2 separate regions of the Arabidopsis thaliana genome follow, and region 2 is linked to region 1. A link is a contact called in public targeted proximity ligation data. All regions are on one chromosome and are shown on one strand. The core of a region is the stretch at or near the end of the contact, and the rest is flanking DNA. Distances in the headings are between cores, read along the strand shown.

Evidence for each region.
Region 2: a targeted proximity ligation map of shoot shows a contact between it and region 1, with 10 read pairs. A contact is called at or near these places in 11 of 26 Hi-C or Micro-C datasets (callus, leaf, root and 2 more), 1 of 2 datasets of targeted methods (shoot) and 3 of 3 other capture datasets (root, seedling and shoot).

The regions. Positions count from the first base shown.
Region 1 is chr1:17,517,318-17,522,695 of TAIR10.1, forward strand. AT1G47640 (seven transmembrane domain protein) reads right to left here and starts at 2,812. Exons shown (of 6, transcript NM_103657.6): 1 at 2,605-2,812; 2 at 2,304-2,373; 3 at 2,143-2,202; 4 at 1,808-1,922; 5 at 1,425-1,540; 6 at 730-1,340. The coding sequence starts at 2,681. The coding sequence ends at 1,092. It also overlaps the pseudogene CYP96A7 and the pseudogene AT1G47650.
Region 2 is chr1:17,559,646-17,565,052 of TAIR10.1, forward strand. It overlaps OSB1 (Primosome PriB/single-strand DNA-binding protein), which reads right to left and starts at 3,289. Exons shown (of 4, transcript NM_103665.3): 1 at 2,925-3,289; 2 at 2,608-2,752; 3 at 2,365-2,452; 4 at 1,641-2,131. The coding sequence starts at 3,214. The coding sequence ends at 1,869. AT1G47730 (F-box and associated interaction domains-containing protein) reads right to left here. Exons shown (of 1, transcript NM_103666.1): 1 at 4,286-5,407. The coding sequence ends at 4,286. SERPIN1 (Serine protease inhibitor (SERPIN) family protein) reads left to right here. Exons shown (of 3, transcript NM_001333282.1): 3 at 1-680. The coding sequence ends at 416.

The DNA.
Region 1 (5,378 bases), core at 1,562-4,061:
TCTGGAACACATCTTGCAAGTCCACAATTGAAAAGAGGTACAAGCCCATCATTGACTTTACTTTTCGTGGTACTTGCTGAGAAGTTTTGGTACCTTTGATGATTAAATATAAGCTGAGATGCGTTCCTCCAATCCCTCCATAGCTCCGCGTCCGTATTAATGATCCCATCTCCAAAAGCTTCAAAAATTTCGTGGAATATAGGACCTTTGATGTAATTTGAGAAGTTTGAGCTCATTATATAATGAATATTTGTTGGATCAGCCGTGGCTAATATATCCATTCCAACGAACCATGGGCCCTTGAATTGAAACGTCATGTTGGAGTTCTCGAGGAACTCGACGCTGTAGTCATAGATGCGCTGGAGCCTCAAGAGAATACCGGGAAGCATTCCAAGAACCGGCCAGTTCCAAGGGTAGCTTTGATGAGTTTTCTTGATGAGTAAGTACCTGAAAGGTTTCTTGACAAGGAAGTAAAAGGAGATGAGAAAGCAGAGGAAACCTATGAATGCTTCATATAGCCCTATTGAAGCCATTAGAGAGATGGTTATTTTGTGTACAAGGAGAAGATGAAGGAACTCGATTTTATACACACAATCACACGTCAACTGGGAAAATTTAAAAGTCTATTGTTACATTACATTGAATTCCCAGAGATGGAGGCATCTCTAGATCTAGATCCACACTAAAGATATGTTTTTAAAAGTCATTTTTGTATTATAATAACCAGATGAATCTTAGAACATTTAATGATTTTTGTTGAAGGTTAATGGTTACCGTCTCCTATAATCTAGGAGCACATGATTCTCATTTATGGTAACACACTGCAAAGTAATGCTTTATATCACAATTTGGTGATAGATTTGTAAGATAATTTCAAGATAAACATCTCTTAGTTATTATGATTCTAAGTCTATGCTTTAACGAATGACACTTCCCAAATCAATAAGTTATGAAAGGATGGTTCAATATTCTTCTACAAATAAAGATGGGAAAGATCAAAGTTTCCATGGAACCGAGTCCTGCAGAAAACAAGGCAAGTGCGTCGCAAGAGTTTCCCATTAACAAAAAGCTCTGCTGGGAAGTGGAATCACTCACAAAGACGGTCTCTGACAGAGGATGAAGAGTTGACAACTGATAAAAGCCATTACCAGAGAAGTCGCCAGCTCAAACCCAACAATTTTCGGGAAATGCCATCCATTGACTCTCTTTAGATAGCTTGTGATCGAAGGCATTGTCGCAATGATGACTGCACATGTGTATATGATGGGGATCAGACTCTTCGGCTTGTTCTTGCGTAGCCACATTAATGAACCTAGTGCAGCTAGAGATATCGTGAACACCTGAGTTTGACACAAACGTTATATGGAAGTGAGAAACAATTACAGGTGGATCTTTCTAGAAGTAAGAACTGGTATATACAGTACCAGATTTGCATTGGCTTCAAGCCCTTGCAAAACATAATCCCAAGTGAACTCCAGTCCTCGAGCACCAACCCAGAGAGGTGCCAACCTGTGCAAAACAGAATCCGCGAATGCCCACCCTGAAACAAAAAAGAACAAATCTCTCAAATCACATTTGATATATATATATATTCCGTGACGCAAAGAATCATTGAGGGAAGTCTAGAAATGGTTGGAAGCTACAATGGTAATTAGTCATGGAAACTTCTCCAGGAACCATGAAAAGGACTTTTTTTTTGACAAACCCGCTAAACGCAATTCCACTATCATATCATCGATATGTAACATGAAATTAGAATGTCACAGCCAAAGGTAACAATATTTTGTAGCAGTAGTGATTCACTTACCGAGACCAACAGCCTGAAACTTATGGTTTTGGGAGATGTTCCTGTGAGTCAGCTGGGCCAGAGCATAATACAGACCAGCGACATCTATGAATCCAATCATCGCTTTCAATGCTTCCTGATACAAGGGAGATCGTACGCATACTTAGTCATCTAGATTGTAGCATAACAAAACAAGCTTAACAATAATAGAATCTGATGGTTTAACATTGTATGTCAATTTCATTTTCCTTAAGAGTAGTAGTAAATACGACAACTTGATCACCTCTCAGATAGAGAAGTAAACGAAAGACTCATAAAAACAAGTGTGAGTGTTGATCTTAGCTTCAAGTACATACCTGGTATGGGTCAAACACTTCAGTCTCAGACACTTGCAGAAAAGTCGCCAAACAAACAAGCTGCCATGAAAATAACAATCAATAAGCTTAGCTAAAAGCGATTCAGAAGATACAATCAATCGAAAGAAAGATTTGCACTAAGATTTTTACAGTTGACTAACCTTAACCAATGCAGTAGCAAGGTAAACAACAGCAGCTTTCACGGAGGTTCCAAGTGTATCATATTCAGATCTGCAGATTCATATTCCGATTACAAACATCAATTCTAATTCCGTGAAGAAACAATATCAATTCACAGATTCAATTTTGGGAAATTCTCAACAACTAAGTGGCGTTAAAGCGCATACTAATAAGCCTTAAGATTCTAGATCATGAAGCGAAAGAAGATCTAAGTACAATCTTAGATTAGGTATGAGTAAACTAACAGATATTACAGATCGAGAAAAGAGGATTTGTTCATACAAGGGAGTGGCGGAGTAGTAGACCGCGTGAGGACCGAATGTGAGAATCGCACAGTTGAAGAAGTGAAAAAGCGTCATCGTCCACCGTCGCACTCTCTTTCTGGTACCAAATCAGTAGCTACAGCTCCGGCGACTCAAAGACGACGACGTGAAGCTGTGAAATTGAAGAAGAAGAAGAGGTTTCTGATCTCTGAAAGTCTGAAACTCTGATGGAATCAACAAAACTCTTAGTGGGTTTTGATTTGGGTCGTTATTGGGCCGTAAAAGTTTTTGTTCAATTTCTTGAGAGCTAGTTTTCATATTGTTGCACCAAAATGAGAGTTATCTTTGTTGTAAAATGAACTGAATTTAGTGACTTATTTTTTATTGTCATCTGAAATTTATTAAAGGAGATTGAAATTACATATATTTTCATTTTTTGATTATTATGGTTTTCAAGAATAATGTATTTTGATTTATCTATTGAATTTTTTTTGAGTAATTCAAATTTTATTATTCAAAGTTTATGTTATTCACTACTTAACACCTAAAAAATCTAATCATGTTTCACAATGATATGTTTTATACGTATTTTTTTGGACTACTTAATGCATATAATAGTTTTTTTTTTGTTTATGCAGTGTTTTGAAAGAGTTACCCAAAAACAAAAATCGTTGTTATGTCATCGATTTATTCATATCAGATATGTATATTGGTTTAGTTGATATAAGTTGGTTTAGTAGAACCATTGTATAGTGTAAAGTATATAAGACATTTGTACAGAATCATTTTACAATTAATGAGAAAAGCCTTCATAATATCTTCAACAAACTTTTCTCTCATCTCTATTCCGCTAATATGGTATCAAAGCCTTCCAAGCTCAAAACTCCATTGTTTTCGATCTGATTTCTTCATTCTCAGCTCAAGTTCGTCTTCTTCGTTGTTCTCGCTCCAGATACAATGGTGACAGCTAGAGTTACTCGGAAATCCACTCGATCGAAGTCCGGTACAAGTTCTGCAGCTCGAAAATCATCGCGATCCACCGGTGTTGATGAATCTCCTCCGATCTCTCCTCCAGTTCACAAATCCAACGTTTCTGGAGCTTCGCGAGTCATCGCACCACCGGAATCCGTTGATCCGACTCAGTCTCCCTTCTTCTTGCATAGTGCAGATCATCCAGGTTTGAATATCATATCTCATCGTCTTGATGAAACAAACTATGGTGATTGGAATGTTGCTATGCTTATCTCCTTAGATGCTAAGAATAAATCTGGATTTATTGATGGAACTCTCCCTCGTCCGTTGGAATCGGATAAGAATTTTCGTCTTTGGTCTAGATGCAAAAGCATGGTGAAGTCTTGGTTATTGAATTCTGTATCTCCTCAGATCTATAGGAGCATTCTCCGTATGAATGATGCTTCTGATATATGGCGTGATCTTCACAGTCGTTTCAATGTGACTAATCTCCCACGCACATATAATCTTACTCAAGAGATCCAGGATTTTCGCCAAGGTACATTGTCTTTGTCTGAGTACTATACTCGCCTCAAGACATTGTGGGATCAATTAGAAAGTACAGAGGAACTAGATGATCCCTGTATTTGTGGTAAGGCTATGCGTTTGCAACAGAAGGCAGAGCAAGCTAAGATAGTGAAATTGTTAGCTGGTTTGAATGATTCTTATGCTATCATTCGCAGACAGATCATTGCTAAGAAAGCACTCCCAAGTTTAGCAGAGGTGTATCACATTCTGGATCAAGACAACAGTCAACAAGGTTTTTCCAATGTGGTTGCTCCACCGGCTGCTTTTCAGGTCTCTGAGGCAATGATGGCTACTAACAATGATGTGAATATGCTATGTTCAGAGTGGTCCAAACAAGGGCAGACCGATTTGTTCTTTCTGTAATAGGGTTGGACATATTGCAGAAAGATGCTATAAAAAGCATGGATTCCCTCTTGGTTTTACTCCTAAAGGCAAAGGTGGTGACAAGTCTCAGGTGATAGATTCAGGAGCAATACATCATGTATCTCATGATAAGAGTCTTTTCTTGAATTTGGATACTTCTGTTGTGAGTGCAGTGAATTTACCAGCTGGTCCTACTGTAAGAATCAGTGGTGTTGGTACATTGCGACTTAATGATGACATTCTTCTCAAGAATATCTTATTCATTCCTGAGTTTCGCCTGAATCTAATCAGTATAAGTTCTCTGACTGATGACATTGGTTCACGAGTAATATTTGATAAGACTTCTTGTGAAATTCAGGATCCTATCAAGGCTCGGATGCTTGGTCAAGGTAGGAGAATTGCGAATCTATATGTGCTGGATATTGAAGATCCTATTGTCTCAGTGAATGCAGTGGTTGATATCAGTATGTGGCATCGAAGACTTGGTCATGCTTCTCTACAGAGATTGGATGTTATTTCAGACTCTTTGGGGACTACTAAGCCTAAGAATAAAGGCTCAGATTATTGTCATGTTTGTCATTTAGCTAAACAGAGAAAGTTACCCTTCCCTTCTCAGAATAAAGTTTGTAATGAAATCTTTGATTTGTTACACATTGACATTTGGGGTCCTTTTTCAGTTGAGACAGTGGATGGCTATAAATATTTTTTGACAATTGTGGATGATCATTCCAGAGCTACATGGATTTATTTGCTTAGAAACAAGTCAGAAGTTCTTACTGTGTTTCCTGCTTTCATTGAACAAGTTGAGAATCAGTATAAAGTGAGAGTAAAGGCAGTGAGATCAGATAATGCACCAGAATTGAAATTCACAAGTTTATATCAGCAGAAAGG
Region 2 (5,407 bases), core at 2,039-4,538, 43 kb after region 1:
TAGTTTCCACTCCTGGGTTCTTAGACAACCACATCCCACGCAGACAAGTTAAAGTCCGCGAATTCAAGATTCCAAAGTTTAAATTCTCTTTCGGGTTCGATGCTTCAAATGTTTTAAAAGGATTGGGACTGACTTCGCCTTTCAGCGGTGAAGAAGGTTTAACTGAGATGGTTGAATCTCCTGAGATGGGGAAGAATCTATGCGTATCGAACATTTTCCATAAAGCGTGTATCGAAGTGAATGAAGAAGGAACAGAAGCTGCAGCTGCATCAGCTGGAGTTATAAAGCTAAGAGGATTGCTTATGGAGGAAGATGAAATAGATTTTGTTGCAGACCATCCGTTTCTATTGGTGGTCACAGAGAACATAACAGGAGTGGTTCTGTTCATTGGCCAAGTTGTTGATCCGTTGCATTAATCTAAAGCTAATGTGGAAGTTTTTGGTTTTACTTAAAATAAATGAGTCATTGGTTTTGAGGACTCATCTTTATGTAACATCCTTTGTCTTGACTCTTTGATGTGTGTAAGAATAATAGTGATACATAACAGCTTTTCTTCTGTATTTGGATCACATGTACTGAACTGATAGACATACATACATGTGATGCATCTTAATGATTCACTGTATTGGGTCATTCATGGTTACATACACGTAAACCTCTGTCTACTAATTGAATTTTACTCGACCAATTCAGATTTATCTTACACTCTACTAACTTATTGGCAGCAAAAAAATAAATAAATGAAAAGAATCCATTAAATCCGTAGACATTAGCTTTTTTTTTCAACTCAACATTATTCTATTTGCCATTTCCTAAATATATTCATAACTTTAAAATGATTATAATAAATGAAAAAAGGTATTTTGGAATACCTTGATTGGTGTCACATATATGTATGTGATATATATACGCAGACATATATATATTTATGTGAACAAGACAGAGGTTTCGATTTGCATGCATTGCTATTCGATCCCTGATGGATAACCACTGAACCATGAATGACCAACCACCAAACCGGATGAATAGCTGCAGTCATCGCTGTTTCATCTGATATGTATCCACATAAAACGGATAACTTATATTATTTGTAACAAATATAGACATATTGATCCTATAAAGTTTTAAATTAAAAAAATACTTGCATAAATATGGACTTTTCTGCTAATCAGAGTTCTCTTATACTTTTTTTTTTTGTTTTTTTCATCTGTCATCTTAGAGCATCTCCAACGGTGAAAATTTGGAGTTCTCTTGTGGGTCTCTCTTGATTATGTTGAAAAAAATTAAATCAAAACTGATATGTATCCACATAAACCGGATAATCTTAGAATTATTTACCAAGCGATGGATTTTGCAATATGAGTAGCAAAAACTATAATAAACTGTAAGAAGACTTGCAACAAGATAATCTTATCATTCTTGGTTTCTTTTGTGTACATAACACTTCTTTTTGCTAACAAATAAATTTCAATAATAAAATAATTGGAAAAAGGTATTTTAGAATACCTCAATTGGTCTCATACATTTCATCGAGTATTAATTTATAGAGGTTTCACTGTATATGGACACACACACACAAATTTAAGAAAGATGAATCATCAACTTTTGGGTGCATGCTATTCGAACCCTGGTGGGCAAACACTGACCAATGAATGACCACCGAGCTGGGTGAATAACTGCAATAAGGATTCTTCAAACAATTATATATACCTACTAAGAAAATTATATAGTATATAGTAATACAACGTTCACAAAAATCATAACCTTTACTATACATAAACGGTTTTTAAGATGGTTAACTCTCATTCTCTAGATGATAAACATGAAGTGAATGCAACATACTTGTAATTTCCCAAGAATATCTCGTCCTAAATATAGTCAGAAAGACGGTCACGACGTGTTTTTTCTTCATCGTAAAAGCGGTTTTTCTGGTCGAACAATTCAAGTCGTCTAGTAATCCAGTCCGGTAAATCTGAGCAAAGCCAGAGAGCTTCACCTGTATCTTTATGCTTAAAGTCGGGTTGCTTTGGGTTCTTCTTATTTCTCCTGTTGTCCCACCAATCGTATGGATTCGAAAAGAAGACTTGCCACAAGTATATCTCATCTTTCTTGGATTCTTCAATATCATCCTCTAAGGAAACACCAAAGCACACAAGTAGCAGGCAATATTTATCATCTTATCTTGTAAAATGTATACAACATTCAAAACTAATGAATGAAACTTTTTATAAACCCTAAGTACACAAAACCAGAAGATATAAAACCTGTTTCAGTGTGAATTCAGCTTGGTACAAGGTTCTTTTAATCAACGTGGATTCATATTCACTACCAATAGAGACGATGATACGTAGAAGAGATAATAACCTGTTTTCGTTTTTGGGTTTTTGGATATCTGAGAATCTAAGACGTGACTTGGTGGAGCCGCCACATAATTCACTTCTGCCACTTTAACCTGCAATAATTTACCAGCCTGGTCAATCTTAGCTACACACAGATACACGAAGTTGCTTTAAAACATATATATAAACGACTCTTGACTACACAAGAAGCTGATGGTAATAGAACTGGGACATTTTGCTAATATAGAGTTTAAGTTTGAACTTGAACCTGATAATCGAGATTTAAGCCACTATATACATCGCTGGAGCTCTTGCTGTAAGACTCAAGACGGCCTGAGACAAGTATATGATCATTTAGCTTCAGATGCGCAATACAAGTCCGTGCCATTGCGTCCCACATTCTAAGTGATATCCTGTCATTAAATATACAACACATTAACAAAAGACTAAGACTTTAACAATCACAAGGCTTACGAACAATACAGGATTATGCACAGATTGAAATCAAACAACATTAAGACTCAGTTAATCAAGAACCCTAATCGTCGAATAAGCAACAGACTATGAGAATCGAACAAACCTGACCTAAAGCTCCGGTTTGGATTGAGAGGGTCTTTGACTCTAAGAATAGTGAAAACACCGAACCTATCAGGTCCGGTGTTCATGACTTGAATAGATCGATCAACGAAACCCATAAGACTCACGGAGTTCACAAGATTGAATTTAAGCTTGGTAGATAGTGGTTTCTTGAACAAACGCGCATGGTGATAAACAGCACTTTCTCCATCGGAGAAGAAACGAGATTTTGGGAAAGAAGAAGAGATTTGAGAAGCAGTGCGTTGGATTAAGCTTCCGAGTTTGAAGAACGTGTTCATCTACTGGGGAAATTTGAGATTTTTAGGGTTTTTAAGTTGGCGGCCATTTTTGTTTCTAAATTGCTGATTTGATCATTCGGAAACAGAGGAGGTCTCTGGTTTCTTGTTATTGGGTTTTGAGTGAAATATTTGATTCTAGGCCCATTATGGGTTTAGGCCCATTCGATTTGGATCTAGAATTGATTGTAAGAGTGATCGTCGAACCATTCCAAAACCTCTTGGAGATGTTGAGTTTGTAAAGTAACAAAATCCATTATATAGATCACAAAAGAACTTTGATAATGAAAACAACATATGATTATATTGAAAAAAAAAACAAGAAAAAAACAACATGTGATATCTTATTATATAAAGTACACGGTTTTGAAAGTTACTAACTCACGAGATCATGACACGTGTCAAGTATATCATTGACATGTTGATATATGTCAAAAAAAAGTTTCTTTAAAAAAAAGAAATAAACATATTTACATATACTAATTTATATTTCTATATCTAAAAAATTTAACTTATAACTTCTTTTAATTAAAAAGGAAAACTAACAATAAGATGAAGGGTATAGAATTAAATTGTATTTGTATTGAAAAATTGGATTGTATTTGAATTGTATACAATCGAATTAAATTGTATTGTATTATGATAAAAAAGATATTTAAATTGTATTGTAAAATCGAATTTGTAAGATTGAAATTTAGTTTAAGGAAATACTAAATTAAATACTGAAAAATATGAGTTACTATTTAAAATTCAAATATCATCAATAAGTTGGAGTGTATAGAATTAAAAAGCAGTTTATTATGATGAAAGAGATAGTTAAAATGTATAGTAAAATTGAATGTGTATGGTTGAAATTTTATTTAATTCAAAAATTACTAAATTAAATATTAGAAAAGTGTGTGGATCACTATTTACTATTCAAATTTTAAATATTATCGATAAATATTTGAATAAATTTATATCTTACACCCGCCTAAATAGGCGGGCATTATCTAGTAAAATAATAAAGTTGCCTAATAAAACTGTACACTAAAAAAATAAGAAGAAAACCAAGAAAAGGAATTTCAAAGTCCATTACAAAGACATGAGAGTTTCAATGTGATTGGGGAAAAAGTGGAGTCTACGTATAGGTTTGTCTTCAAGTCCATTGCGTAGTCGAAAACCTTTATCTGCAACTCCTTTGTATATGACTCTTCTAAACGTCTCTCTTATTGCATCAAAATATATAACATGAAAACGTTCGAGCACAGTGTTTGGTACGTAAATCAGTTCACCATCATTAGTGATACCTGTTAGATTGAAATAGTTCTCCAAACCCGGCTCATAATGAGAAATAGGTAAATAGGTATGACACGACCATTCGCGCTGCTCTACATTCTCCAAAACCCACATTGAACGACTATTCTTCTCATGATTGAAACCAAGACAAGCTAACCTTCCTTTATAAGACATCATCATCACAAGCCCAAAATTCTCATCCCATGGTAATTCTATCACATCGAACCGTTCAGATCTTACATCGAAACTCAATATCACCCGACCAGAATTAGTATCAGCTCGATAATATATAACACCGTTGATGCATCTGGATTGTCTATAACAAACTCCACCATGGAATGTAAAAGGGCTATTTTTGTGGTTGGTTTTAACAGTTCTCCATTCTTGATCTGATCCCAATGTTAACACCCGACACTCATAAAAAGCATTACCATACGGCATGCACACTACTTTGTGTTTACCATCAACTGGATCGTACCCTAAAGAGACTTTTATATTCTTCCACCTCTCATCCAGCTTGCGTAAAGGTTTGAACTTTCTCATAGTAGGGTTCCAAATTATAGGGGTTGCTGCTTTTCGAAAGCAGATCAAGCCGTGGACCGACTCGGTTAAAGTGGTGACGCAACAACGTTTTGGATAGGTTGTATGGTAACTATCAATAATCTCAGAAGAAGAATAAGAATAAGACTCGTTCGGATTCTGATTGTGTTGAGGAATCGTGAAAACAAAGAACTTGTCACCTTCTTTGAAAAAGAACATGAGATTCGGCCGAGTTTCAAAGGAGTTGGTGAAATATGGAGCGGTGGTGATTGATGACCAAAGCTTTGAAACACAACGAAACCTCACGACAGACTTCGCAGGCAGCCTTGAGAATATCTCCGAGGTTAGATCGAGAGGTAAGGATGATGATGAAGATTT